Regions from separate parts of the Gossypium hirsutum genome. Here region 2 is linked to region 1. A link is a contact called in public Hi-C data. All regions are on one chromosome and are shown on one strand. The core of a region is the stretch at or near the end of the contact, and the rest is flanking DNA. Distances in the headings are between cores, read along the strand shown.

The links. A called contact is a pair of places that touch in the nucleus more often than the background predicts.
Region 2: a contact with region 1 is called in a Hi-C map of fibers, with 4 times the contacts expected there. The contact joins two enhancer-like sites. A contact is called at or near these places in 6 of 34 Hi-C or Micro-C datasets (fibers and leaf).

What each region holds. Positions count from the first base shown.
Region 1 is chrD01:42,055,304-42,062,262 of Gossypium_hirsutum_v2.1, reverse strand. No RefSeq gene overlaps it. Among protein-coding and RNA genes, the nearest start is that of LOC121214139, 11 kb to the right of the region's middle. Within about 2 kb of position 4,917, at least 4 of the 9 cell types and tissues checked have an H3K27ac peak or open chromatin away from gene starts, as enhancers often do. A contact at or near this core is called in fibers, where this site is marked.
Region 2 is chrD01:42,302,621-42,309,709 of Gossypium_hirsutum_v2.1, reverse strand. It overlaps LOC107922578 (zinc finger protein SHOOT GRAVITROPISM 5), which reads right to left. Exons shown (of 3, transcript XM_016852668.2): 2 at 6,615-7,014; 3 at 5,265-6,172. The coding sequence ends at 5,452. Among protein-coding and RNA genes, the nearest start is that of LOC107922578, 4.0 kb to the right of the region's middle. Within about 2 kb of position 3,854, at least 6 of the 9 cell types and tissues checked have an H3K27ac peak or open chromatin away from gene starts, as enhancers often do. A contact at or near this core is called in fibers, where this site is marked.

The DNA of each region.
Region 1 (6,959 bases), core at 3,668-6,167:
ATCTCTTTTTCAATTATCTTCTTCTTCTTCCTCTACTCTTCTATTTTATTTTCGCACGTACAAGGGTATTAGAGCTCGTACATTCCTCATGGCTAACGACGATGTGACTTCTAGGCTGTAGAAAGAAATGAATCAACTTCAGTAGGAGCTGTCTCAACTTTGAGTGGACATAGATACCAAATTGGATACTCGGTTCAAGGAATTCCAAGAAGGGTTATTTTGAATTCAAGGAATTCAAAGTTGCATTCCATCTTAGAGTAACTTTTGGGCCAACCATAGACTACTGGTGTTATTGCCATGATTCAGGATAAGGGTAAAGGAATTTTAGGGGGACTCCTCCTAGATTTCCACCCAATAAGCCTTTGACAATGTCTCCACAGTTAGATCTTAGGCATGTTTGCTAGTTTTCTCGTGTTAGCACCATGGGGTCGAATGTACTTGGATTGGCATCATTTCTTTGCCCAAAGGCAGGGTGGGTTGCATTTGTCAACTTGGGAGGTCTATGTGAGAGGGTCAAAGGAAAGATTTGGATCTGACATTTTTTAAGATCCTATAGAGGAGTTGGTATCTTTAATTTAAGAAGGAACCGTTGACCAATTTCATGATAGATTTGCGAGTTTACTTAATCAAATCCATCTTCCTGAAACTTATGCTTTGAGTATATTTGCTAGTAACTTGTGAACTAATATTGGTCAGTATCTTAAGCTATTTAAACCTAAGAATTTGGTTGATGGGTACTTAATAGCAGGGCAAGTTGAAAATATTTTTGGAGGCCATTCTAAGAAACATATGGCTTAGAGTGGAGGGGTGGAATATCCTGAAGCATTATGTTTTGGTCCATAAGGAGGAAGCATGGGGTATTCTAAGCAACTTTATTCTGGCCCCAAATTACCTGGTTCCACTACTAGATCGAGTATAGCAAGAGAATCTTCTACTGTGCATGCTAGTTCCAGAATTCTTACTAAGCCACTCTCCCAAGCTGAGATGGAAGAAATGAGGAAAAATAACATTTGCTTTTTGTGTGCCTTTAAATATACACTAGGGCACAAGGCACTACTGTACCAACTCTTGATTGAGCCTATGATAGACGCTGAAAATAATCTGAAGAACCCCACCACTAAGGAATTTCATGATTGTACTAAGTAATTGGGATTGGAGGAATCTGATACTAAACCTTATTTTCTAGTTTTATCACTGCATGCATTATAAGGTACTCAAGGCCACCATACCATGAGACTGGCAGCTTAAATTGACCAACTAAAAGTTATTCTTTTAGTGGACTCAGGGAGCACACACAACTTCATTGATTACATGTTGTCCAAGAGATTGAAATTATCATTGAGGTCCTCTAACAAGATGAAGGTTATGATTACTATGAGGGAAGTTTGTCTACTCAAGGATTATGTAAAGCTACCACTTAGGAGGCACAATGTTACCAATTTACCACTTATTTTTTGGCTCTACTAGTGAAGGGTTGTGACTTAGTCCTTGGCATTCAATGATTGTTATCATTAGGGCCGATTGTGTGGAATTTTAGCTCATTCACTATGCAATTTTAGTACCTGGGGCAGTAGTGCATTCTCAGAGGTATTTTACGTGGAGGCCTACAACTTTTATCTAGTGACCAACTCTCTAATGTCTCAACATGGTAGCACATGGTCATTGTCTAATGTTGTTTACTTTTTGTGTTCAAGTAGCTCTATCACTTCCAAAGTCTACACTGTCCCAAAACTTGTAGAGGCTCTTAGAGGAATTTGATGATGTTTTCAGACCTTTACTAGCCTCCCTCATTGCAGGTTATAGGACCATAAGATGCCTTTGCAGGATGAAACACCAATGGTGAGAGTGAGACCATATAGGTATCTTGCTGTGTAAAAAGCTAAAATTGATAGATTTGTCCAAGAAATGTTACAGGCCGGAGTGATTAGAGATAGTAATAGTCCATTTACATCCCCAATTGTCATGGTTAAAAAGAATGATGAAAGTTGGAGGTTATGTGTAAATTATAAACAACTCAACCAGCTAACCATCAATGACAAATTTCCCATCCCTATGATTAAAGATATTTTGATGAGTTGGGGAGGCTAATTTTTTCTCCAAGCTTTTTCTGAGGTCAGGCTACCATCATTTTCGAATGTAGGAAAAAGATATTCATAAAACTACCTTCAAGGCACATGAAGGGCATTATGAATTCATGGTCATGCGTTTTGGCCTAACCAATGCTCCTTCCAGTTTCCAGTCTTTGATGAACCAAGTCTTTAAGAAGCTTCTCAGAAGGTCAATGTTAGTCTTCTTCAATGATATACTGATATATTCTAAGAATTGACAGGAGCACCTAAAATACTTAAGAGAGGTTTTGAACTTGCTGAGAGCTAATCAGTTGTATGCTAAGAAGTCTAAGTGTAGTTTTGGCACCACACAAGTGGAATATTTAGGCCATATATTTTTGCAGGGACTGTTAGTATGGACATAACTAAGGTAGAAGGGGTAGCTACTTGGCCAACACCTTAGTCTGTGAAGGATTTAAGGGGGGGTTTAGGACTATCAGGCTACTATAGAAGGTTCATCAATGGGTATGGAGTCATAACCTCTCCTCTCACAACACTTCTGAAGAAAGGATCCCCTTGGCTTTAGAATAAATCTACTCAATCTTCTTTTTAGTGACTCAAGGAAGCTATCTGTAGAGCACTAGTGTTGGTTTTGCCTAATTTTTAGGAAGAATTCTGTGTAGAGACCGATGCTTGTGGACAAGCAGTTGAGGCAGTACTACAATAGAAGGGCAAACCTATAGCATATTTTAGTAAGGCACTAGGTGTTAGACATCAAACATTGTTTATTTATGATAAGAAGATTATGGTAGTGATCTTGGAAGTTAAAAAATGATACCCCTACTTGGTGGTCGACATTTCTAGATCAAAACCGATCATTGAAGTCTTAGATTTTTGTCTGATAGACAGGCCATAACACCTTTCTAGTAAAAGTGGGTGGCCAAGATGCTGGGTGATGATTTTTCTATTGCCTACAGAAAAGAAACTCAAAACATAGTGGCCAATGCTTTATCTCAAAGACCTCGTGTGTTCGAAGGTCAGCTGTTCCAATTTATAGATCATGCTCGGCTTACTTGGTCTGATATTTGAGCTCAAATTTTAGATTCTTATCACCAAAACTCCAAAATAAAATAGATTTTTCAAGAGCTCCAACACTAGTCCCAATCACAACCTAAGTATTCTTATGATGGTTTAGTCCTCAGGAGAAAGGGGAAGGTTGTGGTGGGAAACAACAATATACTTAAGAGGACTCTTTTTTATCTCTTCCATAGAGGAGCCATTGGGGGACACTTGAGTACTTAGGCTATAAAACATAGATTGGCTAGTATTTTTTACTAGAAAGGACTTTTAAGGGATGTAAGAAAATAAGCTAGGGAATATGTCACTTGCCAAAGGTGTAAGGGGGATAATGCAACTTATCTTGAGAAGGCTTGGTCAAACATCAATAAGGATTTTGTGGAGGGTCTGCTAATTTCAAAAGGGAAAAGTATTATCCTAGTGAAAGTCGATAGATTGACCAAGTATGGTCATTTTATAGCTATACCGTATCCCTTTATTATTGTTTCAGTGGTCTATGAGTACCTGCAATAAGTTTACAGGCTTCATGGTGCTCAAGAATTGATTTTTTCAGATAGGGATAAGGTATTTCAGAGTCATTTCGGGCAAGAATTGTTTAAGCATCTTGGCACACAACTTCATTTATCTATGACCTATCACCCTCAAATAGGTGGCCATATTGAAGTCCTAAACAAATGTCTTCAAGGCTATTTTATGTGCATATCAGGCAAGAAGCCTTTTGATTGGACCACTTGGCTTCTTTTACTGAATGGTGGTACAATACCACATACCTGTCAGCTATAAAAATGACTCTCTATAAAGCCCTGTATGGGCAGGACCCTTCAGTTCATTTACCTTACCTTGCAAGGGTCTTTTGAGTAGCTGAGGTGGATAGAAGCCTTCAACACAGGGAAACTTTGAGGAATTTCTTGAAGTTTCATATAAAAAATGCCCAGGAAAGGATGAATCAGATGGCTGATAAGAAGAGATCAGACTAGGAGTTTCAAGTAGGGGATCTAGTGTATGTAAAGTTTCAACCATTTAAACAACATTCATTAAGGAAGTTTAGGAATCAAAAGCTTGCCCCAAGGTATTTTGGGCCCTATCTAGTGAAGTCTCGAGTTGGAAAGGTTGCTTACAAGCTGACTTTACTTGCAACTGCTAAGATACATTCCACATTTCATGTTTCCCAACTCAAAAAGGATGTTGGTTCAGCTGTATCATCATCTGTGCTCCATTCCACTCATTCAGATGGTTTTATTTCCAATGAACCAATTTAGATTCTAAATGGGAGGATGGTCAAAAAGGGGAAAATAATTGTTATAGAAATGTTGGTGGAGTGGGTTGATGCTTTTCCAGAAGATTCAACTTGGGAAAATTGGAGTGAATTTCATCAGCAATATCCACTTTTTGATCCTTGAGGACAAGGAGCTCATTTGAGGGGAGGGTGTTTGTTATGAAACATTTGTCTACAAAGGTCAATGAATTTAAATGACCATTAATTTTATTTTTGTTCTTTCATTTCTGTTTAAGTTGTAATGTTAAACGCTGCATTTAGAGCCTAGGAACGTTCAATGAAACGATGCATTTTAGGTCCTAAGTTCATTAGTGAAACGATATGTTTTGGCAGCTGAATTAAAGATTGCCAGGCTGTAATTGGTCATTATTCTCTCATTTGATCATGAATGGGGGGTGACTGGTTAGTTATGAAAATTAGGAAAACTATTTCTCTCCTCTTCTCTCAAATCTCTCTCTCGACGCTCTTTTTCTTCCTCCTCTAATTTTCTCTTTTATTTTCGCACATTACAACCAATAGTTGTAGTAGACAGTGCAAGCGACGTTGATGAAATCGAGGGAAAGATCGACAAGAAGAAAACAAGTTAAGAAAAGAGACGGATGGAGAACAATGACGACGAGGGTTCATTATGGAAGAGAAAAGAGAAAGAAAAAGGAAGAAGAACAGAGGAAAAGAGAAAAAAAGAAAAAAAAAATGTTAAAATTTTCTCCTTTCTTTTGGATTATATTTTTTGGTATAATTAATTTGAGGTCGTTAGCATTATTTGAAATAAAAAATTCTTACAAATGCGACATGTGTCATCGTTTCAATGGTCCACATGTCTTGACAGATAAAAAATTAACAGGGGTAATCCGCGGTACCATATTGATAAACAATGTAAAAATACATGTACTACATTAGAATATTTGATAAAGTTCAAGTACCAAATATAAAATTACCCTTTTATTAAATACGTATCGTTTAAAAAAATATATGATTTGTCTATCTAAACTTGATAGGTTATGTATTTATATACTAATTTTCCAACTTACCAAACAGTCAGTTGCTCTCTTGTTTTTTTTGACCAACTCCTTGGAAACAAATTGGTGTCAAGGTTAAAAACAGTAAAACAAAATCAATAACTAGTATAGGATGAATAAAAAACAAGTGCTCTTGTGTTTTCATTTTTTTTTTTTTCATATTAGCTCCACTTGTTAGCTTGCGAAATAATTCTTATTAGAAGAAATATAACACAACCTTATGATTGCAAGACTTGAGCTTTTATGGAAATGATAAGATCAAATACTCTAATATTGTGAAAGATGGATTAAATAAGTATGAGAGTGTTAATAGTCTACTACATTAAAGATGTGAAAAGAGATGGAAAAGGTTGAATGTGAGTACAAAGGTTTGCTAGTAGAACCTCATATCTAAGATGCCATTTGAGTAGTTTCCTGAAAAAAAATCAATCAATACACTATAACAACTCAATAGTGGTACATCTTTAAAACAATTCTAAATTCGACCAGGATGAATGTCGTAGTGTTATTGTACTTTCCTTTTGGGTTTAGATATATGATGGTTGTTGTAAATCTTAATTATAACAACGTAAGTAGGTAGACAATTAATAGGAATGCCCTAGCCCCGCAAAAGGAAGAGAGATTGTTAAAGCAAAATTAGCTAATCGAATAATTGAAAATCTAAGCTTATTAACGATATTATTATTTTTTGGATTGAAAAGAGATGACCAAAAGTAAAATATAGAAAAAAAAATTACTTACCCATGTGAAAAATTAGAAAAAAATTACGTGGAAATTTCAAAAATTTTCACGTTAAATTTCTGTAAAAGATCTAACAACAATTAATAGAGGGTGATCAAAATATTTAATTTCGAAAAATTTAGTGACTAAATCAGAAAAATTAATAATTGAGTGACCAAAATAAAACGAAATTAATAGTTTAATGACTATTTTTGTATTTATAGTAAAATCTTTAATTTTTATGTTTATATAAAGATATAATGTAATTATATTTTGTGTCTCCATATCATATATATATATTATCTAAAGTAATATATTGATCCAAAAATGGAAACACTTCTAGGTAAGTTATTAAGATATTTGCCAAGTGACAAATGTTGGAAACTAACAAATTAATTATTGTATATAGGGTGACTAAAAAATATAATACAAATATATATATATTATTTAAAATAATAAATTGATCCAAAAATGGAAACAAATACTTTTAGGTAAGTTAGATATTTCTAACAAATTAATTACTGTATATATAAAAACTAACAAATATAAAAAATTATAAATATGTAAGTTTATAAATAAAAAAAGACACATATATGGAAACTAACAGTTTAAAATAATAATATAATATTTTATAATAAAAAATAACTATTATAATGATATACTCGAATTATTTTTTAAATCATTAATTATTTTTTAAAATATTACTGTTAACTTATTTTAAAAATTTCAATACTATTTTAAAAATACAATTAACAAATGTAAAAGTTTATATGAAATTTTAAAATGGTTAAACACGAATTTAAAAAATATATAAAGTAT
Region 2 (7,089 bases), core at 2,605-5,104, 250 kb before region 1:
ATTTTGGGAGATGGAAAATCTCTTTTTATTTCTTGGGTAAAGTATGCTATTCACTTCACAAATTTCAAATTTAATTCATATATTTTTATTTTAAAAATTTTATTTTTTATATTTTTTAGATTTCAAAATTTAGATTTAATTGTTAACGCAATTAAATTTTTTATGTAACATTTTGGAATAAAAAAATATTTATTTGGTAACAATATAACTAAAAATATATAGTTGTAATGAACTTAAATTTAATAAAATAATTTTTAATAATATTAACCGTAGAATCAAATTATGAAATTTGAAAATAAAGAATCTAAAACTCTATGAAATTTTGAACCTTATATTATTTAAAAGGTTAAAGATTTTGCGTTAAATGCCATTCATATATAAGCCCACCTATAGGCTAAAATGGGCTAAATTCGGGCCTCAATAGAGCCAATTCTTTGGGCCAGCCTACTCAAATTAACAATAAATACAAAAAAAAAACAAGTACGTTATTTTATTTGATACATATGTGGTTGATTTTATTTAACTTCACAAGCTATATTAAAATACTGTCACATCTTTGATTTATATATATATTTTATTTTTTATATATTATATTTGTGAGTTTTATAATTCTACTTATGGAATTAAAAAATTTATGCATCAAATAATTATCAAAATTTTTATTAATATTTCTATTAAAAAAATTAAAATATAAGTTAAAAGCCAATCATTTCTTATAAAAAAAAGTAACCGTTTATTTTTTTATAAAGAAAATACACTATTCGATCTTCAAAAGGGAAACACTATTCTTCTAAAACGAGCCCTATTCTAGTATATTAGCATGGAATTCAATCTGTATGGTTATGTCCAATGTTAAAAGGCCCTTAAGTGTTAGGCCCAAACTTGGAGCTTTGGATCAAATAAAGCCCACATTTTTGCGAGGTTTTCTTAAGTTTAGGCAATTTAATTTATAATTTACCTTCCAAATCTAAGAGAATTTATAATATTATCGTATAGGAATTTTTACTTATTATTAGCATATAAATAGGGGTGATTTATCAAATTATAAATTAATATATGATAAAATTATAATTTAGACATTATAAAAACTATAAAATTATATACTAATACATTAACAAAATTCTATTTTAACTCTCGTAAATATATATAACTTAATTTTTTTTTAAAAAATCTACCTTCACTTGTTAGTAAGGTGAATAGAAATTTAATTATTTTAATTTTAATTTCTCATTGCAATCTAAGAGAGGATGATATCTCATCCTCCCGTAAGTTGTGAATACATTTATTATAAAAATTGAAGGAGATAATTATTGATACAAATTGTATGAATTGTTGGATAAAAGCCTTAGAAATATGTGATAACTTTTTAAACTTTTTCAACATAAAAGTATCATACAATAAACAAGTATTAGGAGGTAAATTACATTTTAGTTTTTTTAATAAAAAATTATATATTAGTCATTATAAGTTAAATTAAAAAGTAAATTGGTCATTTCTATTAAAAACATCACAAATGTTTACTGTTAAAAACTAGTGTGGCTGACAGATCAACCATATAGTAACATGTGATGTGCCACGTGTATCTCATGTTGACATATAGGGACCCATTTTTACTAGTAGAAATTGATAGAGTTTTTAATAGAATGACCAATTTGCTTTTTAATTTAACGTATAATGATTAATTTGTCCATTTTTTTAGTAAAAAAGGTAAAATGCAATCTAACTCCTAGTACAATACCTCCCATAGTACTTTTACTTTTTTCAACATATTATCATTTTCTATGGGCTTAAATCACGATTTGGCCCCTAAAGTATACTCAATTGCTCACTTTGGCACCTAAACTTTTTTTTCTCAAATTTGGTACCTAAATTATCGATTTTCTCTATTTTTGGTCCATTTTGTAACGACCATTAAAAAAATCCATTAGGCAACTTTGCCTAATGGAAAAGAGCCACGTAGCAATTAGGTTTATTTAAAATGAAAACATTGAATTTAAATTAAAAATAAAAAATTATTATACTAAATATTTAAATATTAAAAACACTTTTGACTTTGATCAAGTGTTGAACGACGTTGACTGATCGTTGACCCGACGTTGATTGATCATTGAACGACGTTGATTGACTACGTGGTGCTATTAGAACACGTCAAGTGCCCCCTTTTATTTTTTAATATTAATTAAAAATATAAAAAATTGTATATAATAAATATAATTTTAAAAAAATTAAAAATAGTTTTTTTATAAAATTTTAAAATATAGAATTATAAATTTTAAAAAGTCAAAATAATATATAAAAATTATTATAAAAGTTAATATATATTTTAATTCCAATTTTTATAACATTTTTAATTTTAATTTATTATTTTAAATTTTTACAATTTATAATTATATATTTTAGAATTTTATAAAAAAAATTGTAAACTTTTTAAAATATATACTATAAATGTTTAATATTATAATTTTCTTTGTACAAAAAAATATTATAAATTTTTTATTTAAATTTTTTTTATTTTAAGTAAAGTTAATTGCTATGTGACATTTTTCCATTGACCAAAGTTGCTTAATCGATTTTGTTTAATGACCATTACAAAATGGACAAAAGATAGAGAAAATTGGTATTTTGAGTACCAAATTGAGATATACCAAAGTGAAAAAATAAATATATTTTTAGAGTTAAACCGTGAATTAAGCATTTTGTTTATATTCCTAATAAAAAATGAAGGAAGGATGATGGGAAAAGTAAGTGATACATTTATTTATTTTTTTCATATTTTTCATTAAAAAAACAGATATTATTATGTATTTCTCCTTTCTTTTCTTTTTTTTTTAATATGAAGATTATGAAATATCTTTTTTTTCTTTTATTGATAATTTGTTTCTCTTTTCCTTAAATTTTTGAAGTTTTGACTAAACCAAAACTATGTGTTTGTTGTGGTTAATTTAGTATCCTAACAAAAATGTATTAGTTCCTTCTCCCATCCCACTCATTGATTTTCTTTTTATTTTATTTTGGCTCATTTAGATCATAACAAAATTTGCATTACAGGAAACTGTATTATAGAGGATTGAAATGGTTGAAAGATTACTACGCATTTCTAAAGTTATTTGATTCAACGAAGGTCTTTTATTGTTTTATATTCTTTTAAATCAAACCAAATAAAAATTACATGATATAACTTTTCTTTAATTGAATCAAAGTAAGAGCTATGAAATATAAGTTATTCTAAAAGTGCTATCAAATAAGATTAAGACAAGGAGGAGACAAACCAACTTTTCTCAACAATACAACTATATTTATATAAAATAATAATTAAAAGTATCTGTTTTTATTTTATTTTGGGTGGCGAAGGGCACTGCTTTTATTTCTTTCCAATTTGTTGAACTAAATGTGCGACTCCACCTGATCTTTCTTAATGTTTAACCTCCCTTCCTCTCCATTTCAATTTCATCCCTCTTTTAACTGCCATAGAGTTAAAAGTTACTTTTTTTAATTCCTTTCTATATATATATTTTTTTAAATTTTATTTTGGGTACATTAGTAAGTGCATGAGCTGTTTGTTTAAAATCATCCCCCAAAGCAAGTGAAAATAACGTAAGTGCCATTCATAGCTATCCGATGAACAAAAAAGGAAAAGGGAAACTGCGTTAAAAGGTGGGGAAAGAGCTGCCCGTGGTCCCAAACCCAAGATCTAAGCCTTAACCCCTTCATTTATAAATAAATAATAAATAAAGAACCCAGAAAACATAAAATAAAATAAATAATGGAAACCCTTCTGGGCTGCTTCACCTTTGCCTTTGGCTGAACTAAAATACCCTACACAGGCACAGCTAGTGCTACATATATATATGGTGTTGAAGGATTGAACCATATAGTTGAAGGATTGAAGGGCGCAAATATGGTGGTAGAGGAAAGTAGTTCTTTTGCTACAACTGCTATTCATTTAATTTTTGGCTCAAATGAAAAACAAAATTTAATGGGAAAGGGCAGTGTGTCCCTCTGCTCTGCCATAGCTGCTGCTGAATCTGATAAAGTGTGAGAGAGAGTGTGTTCTTTAAGTGAATTGGATGTGTTGTTTATGTTTGAGAAGGACCATTGCCTGTCTATAACCATTTCAACTGTGGCACTGAAAAACATGGTGTTTTTATAAGCATTTAAAAGGACACAAATGCAATGAAAATGACATTCCTTTCCCACCCTCCCTCCTCTCTCTTCCTTTCTTTTCTTTTACAACATTCAATTTGGGGTTGAATCTATGGGTCACCATCTTTGAATGGTTCCTTCCTATTTTCTAGCTAAAATGGTCCCCAATATGTGTAAAAACTCCAATACCCCAAAGAGAGGATTTTCATATTCTATGTGTCGTTCATTCATTTATATTTTCATTAAGAAGACAAAAAATAAACATAAGCTTGGCTTACATTTACATACAGACCCTTTGAAATTTAAATTTGCCTAAAATCTAACAAGCAATCCAAGCATTATGTTTTGAACTCTTCTTCTTTTTCTTCCCATTATTTTAATGCTTCCGACAAAAACAAAAAGAAAAATTTATAAAGGGAAAAGCCGCATCAACCGGCTATAGTATTAGGGGAAAGATAAATCCAACACCCTTTGTTTTGTTGTTATCCTTAATTTTTTTTTCAATGTTTTGTTTTTATTATAAACTTTACACATTTTGGTCCAAGTATAACGAAAACCCATCGTGAGCTGCTGAGCAAAAATACAACTTACAAATTTTGTGAGCCTCAGCCTGTTTTTCTTTTTCCTTTTTATCTTACTTTAGTAGGAAAACCCATCATAGAGAGTTCTATTCTCAATTTATGGTCTAATCCGGTTCAACTTTAAATATAGTCAGAACTTGTATATCTCGAAATATATTGTAACAAAACATATATGTCAGTGCCTAATCTAGGATTATTCAATAAGTTTCACACACACACACACACACACAAGTATATATAAGGCTTAGGCTAGTGGCTAGAAGAATAATCTGAAATGATTGGTTACTCTCCAAGCTTTATGATGGGATTCAGCATATTTGAAGTCAAGCGGACGATAAAAATGTGCCCTGATGTTTAAAACATTCACATGGCATACCTGCAGGTGTAGCAGTGCAATAAGCGGTTGAGAAAATCTCAAGGCATGACCATTTGTTCATATATCTTATATAGATACTGTACGTCACACTGCATTTAATTAAATTGCAATGTCTACCCCCCCCCTTTTTTTTCTATTAAACAAATGAAGATATAGTAAATCGATTCAAGAACTGCTTAAAACGACCATTTTCTTCTTCTTTTTCTTATATCAAATCCACGATAGTGGTTAGAATAAGTGAAGAAAAACTAGTTGACAAAGCAAAGAAAAACTCAACATGCAGATCAAAGAACAAAGAGATTTAAGGGCTAATGGGGGTTGATCATTTATCATTGCATGATCAACTTGCCGTCACTCTCCTTCCCCTTCTGTTGTGGCCGAAGACATGTAACTCATAGCAAGTGAGGTCTCATCATCTGGACCAGCAGCTGTTGATGTTTGGAACTGATGCTTGCAAGTTTGACAAGTGATCTGCATGATTGTAGCACTTATCTTCTTTGTGGCTTGATCTTTCAAGGCTTGAGCTTTCTCCAGTTCACCTTGCGCTTGTTGCCTTATCCTCTTTGCACTAGCGAACTCAAGCTCAGCCATCTCGATCTGCCTCTTAGCTTCTTGTCTAGCCTTTTCGGCGTAGGCCTTCTCGGCCATGGCCAACTTTAGCTGCCCACTTGCGAACTCTTTCAACCTAGTAGCTTCCAATGTCGTTTCACTTGCATTCTTTTCACCACCGTCGTTGGACCCTATCGATAGCTTCAAATGTGTAGCGTACTCCTCATCTGAATCCCTCGAGTTAGCGGTTGATGAAGGTAGAAGTTGAAGTTCAAGATTGTGTTGCAGTTGTTGGCGCTGATGGTCTGAACCAGACACACGCTTGTACAAGAAAACAGGCTCCGTTGATTTTGTTATCGGCAATCCATGCAATGGGGCGATGCTAAAGTTGGCATCGCTTGAAGGACTAGTGCTTGAAGCCGTTCGAGAGGAGCAGGCTGCTGCAGGTTGCAGCTGCGCCTGCAACTCAGGTTGAACTCGTCGAATGGTGCAAGCATCTTGGTGTTCAATGAAACTCTCCACCCTGAAACGACACAGATTAGATGAGAATTTGGACTGTTCCATTTTTAAATAATCAAGTTTGGATTATACAGACTAAGTCAAGGAAGCAACCAAGTCCTCTTCATGTAGGGTTAACGAGGAACAAAGCAATATAAAATTGACTTTAGTTAACTATAGGTCGGATTATGAGACTAGGTTTCCTGTATTAAAATACTAATTAAAAAATGAACTGGGGTCTGAATTCTAGTGTCTGTAAACGACTATTTTGCGTGTAATTGGGTTTTAATTAAGTAAACAAACAAAAACATGTTATGGGGAATAGGGAAGAGGAAATCAATCTTGGATTTCGTTTTTTAGGATAATTTTGAGGGTATTTTTAGGGTTTGAATGTGGAAAAAAATTGAGAGGAAAGAGGAAAGAGGAGGTTGTATTTTGGGGGTATGAAGAAGTGAAGTGAGAGTGACCTGGAAAAGACACGGCCACAGTCACAAGAATGGCCTCGGGTGCCACAAGTCTTGAGATGAGCCTTGTAATCAGACTGAACAGCGTAACCTTTAGAGCATTTCTCGCAAACCCACTGTTTCTGATTGCTGTGTTTCCGCCGGAAATGTTTCTTGATGCCAACCAGATCACCTAAAGCATGGCAAGGGTCATGGTGCAAGCAGGTTGGCTCGGGGCAAACGAACACCCTCTTCTTCACCTCTTGTGATTCCCTTTTCAGCAGCTTCCATGGCACCTTATGCCTTCTCCTATGCATTTGCAGGTTCTGGTCTCTTTGAAACCCTTGGTTGCAGATCTCACAAACATATCTATCCGATTCCAGCAACGTTTTTGGAGATAAAGAAACCACCTCTGCATCAGGATCTACAAACACAAAATCAATTCAATTATGAACAAAACAAAAAACAGAAGAATAGGGTATTAAACTAATGAATTAAA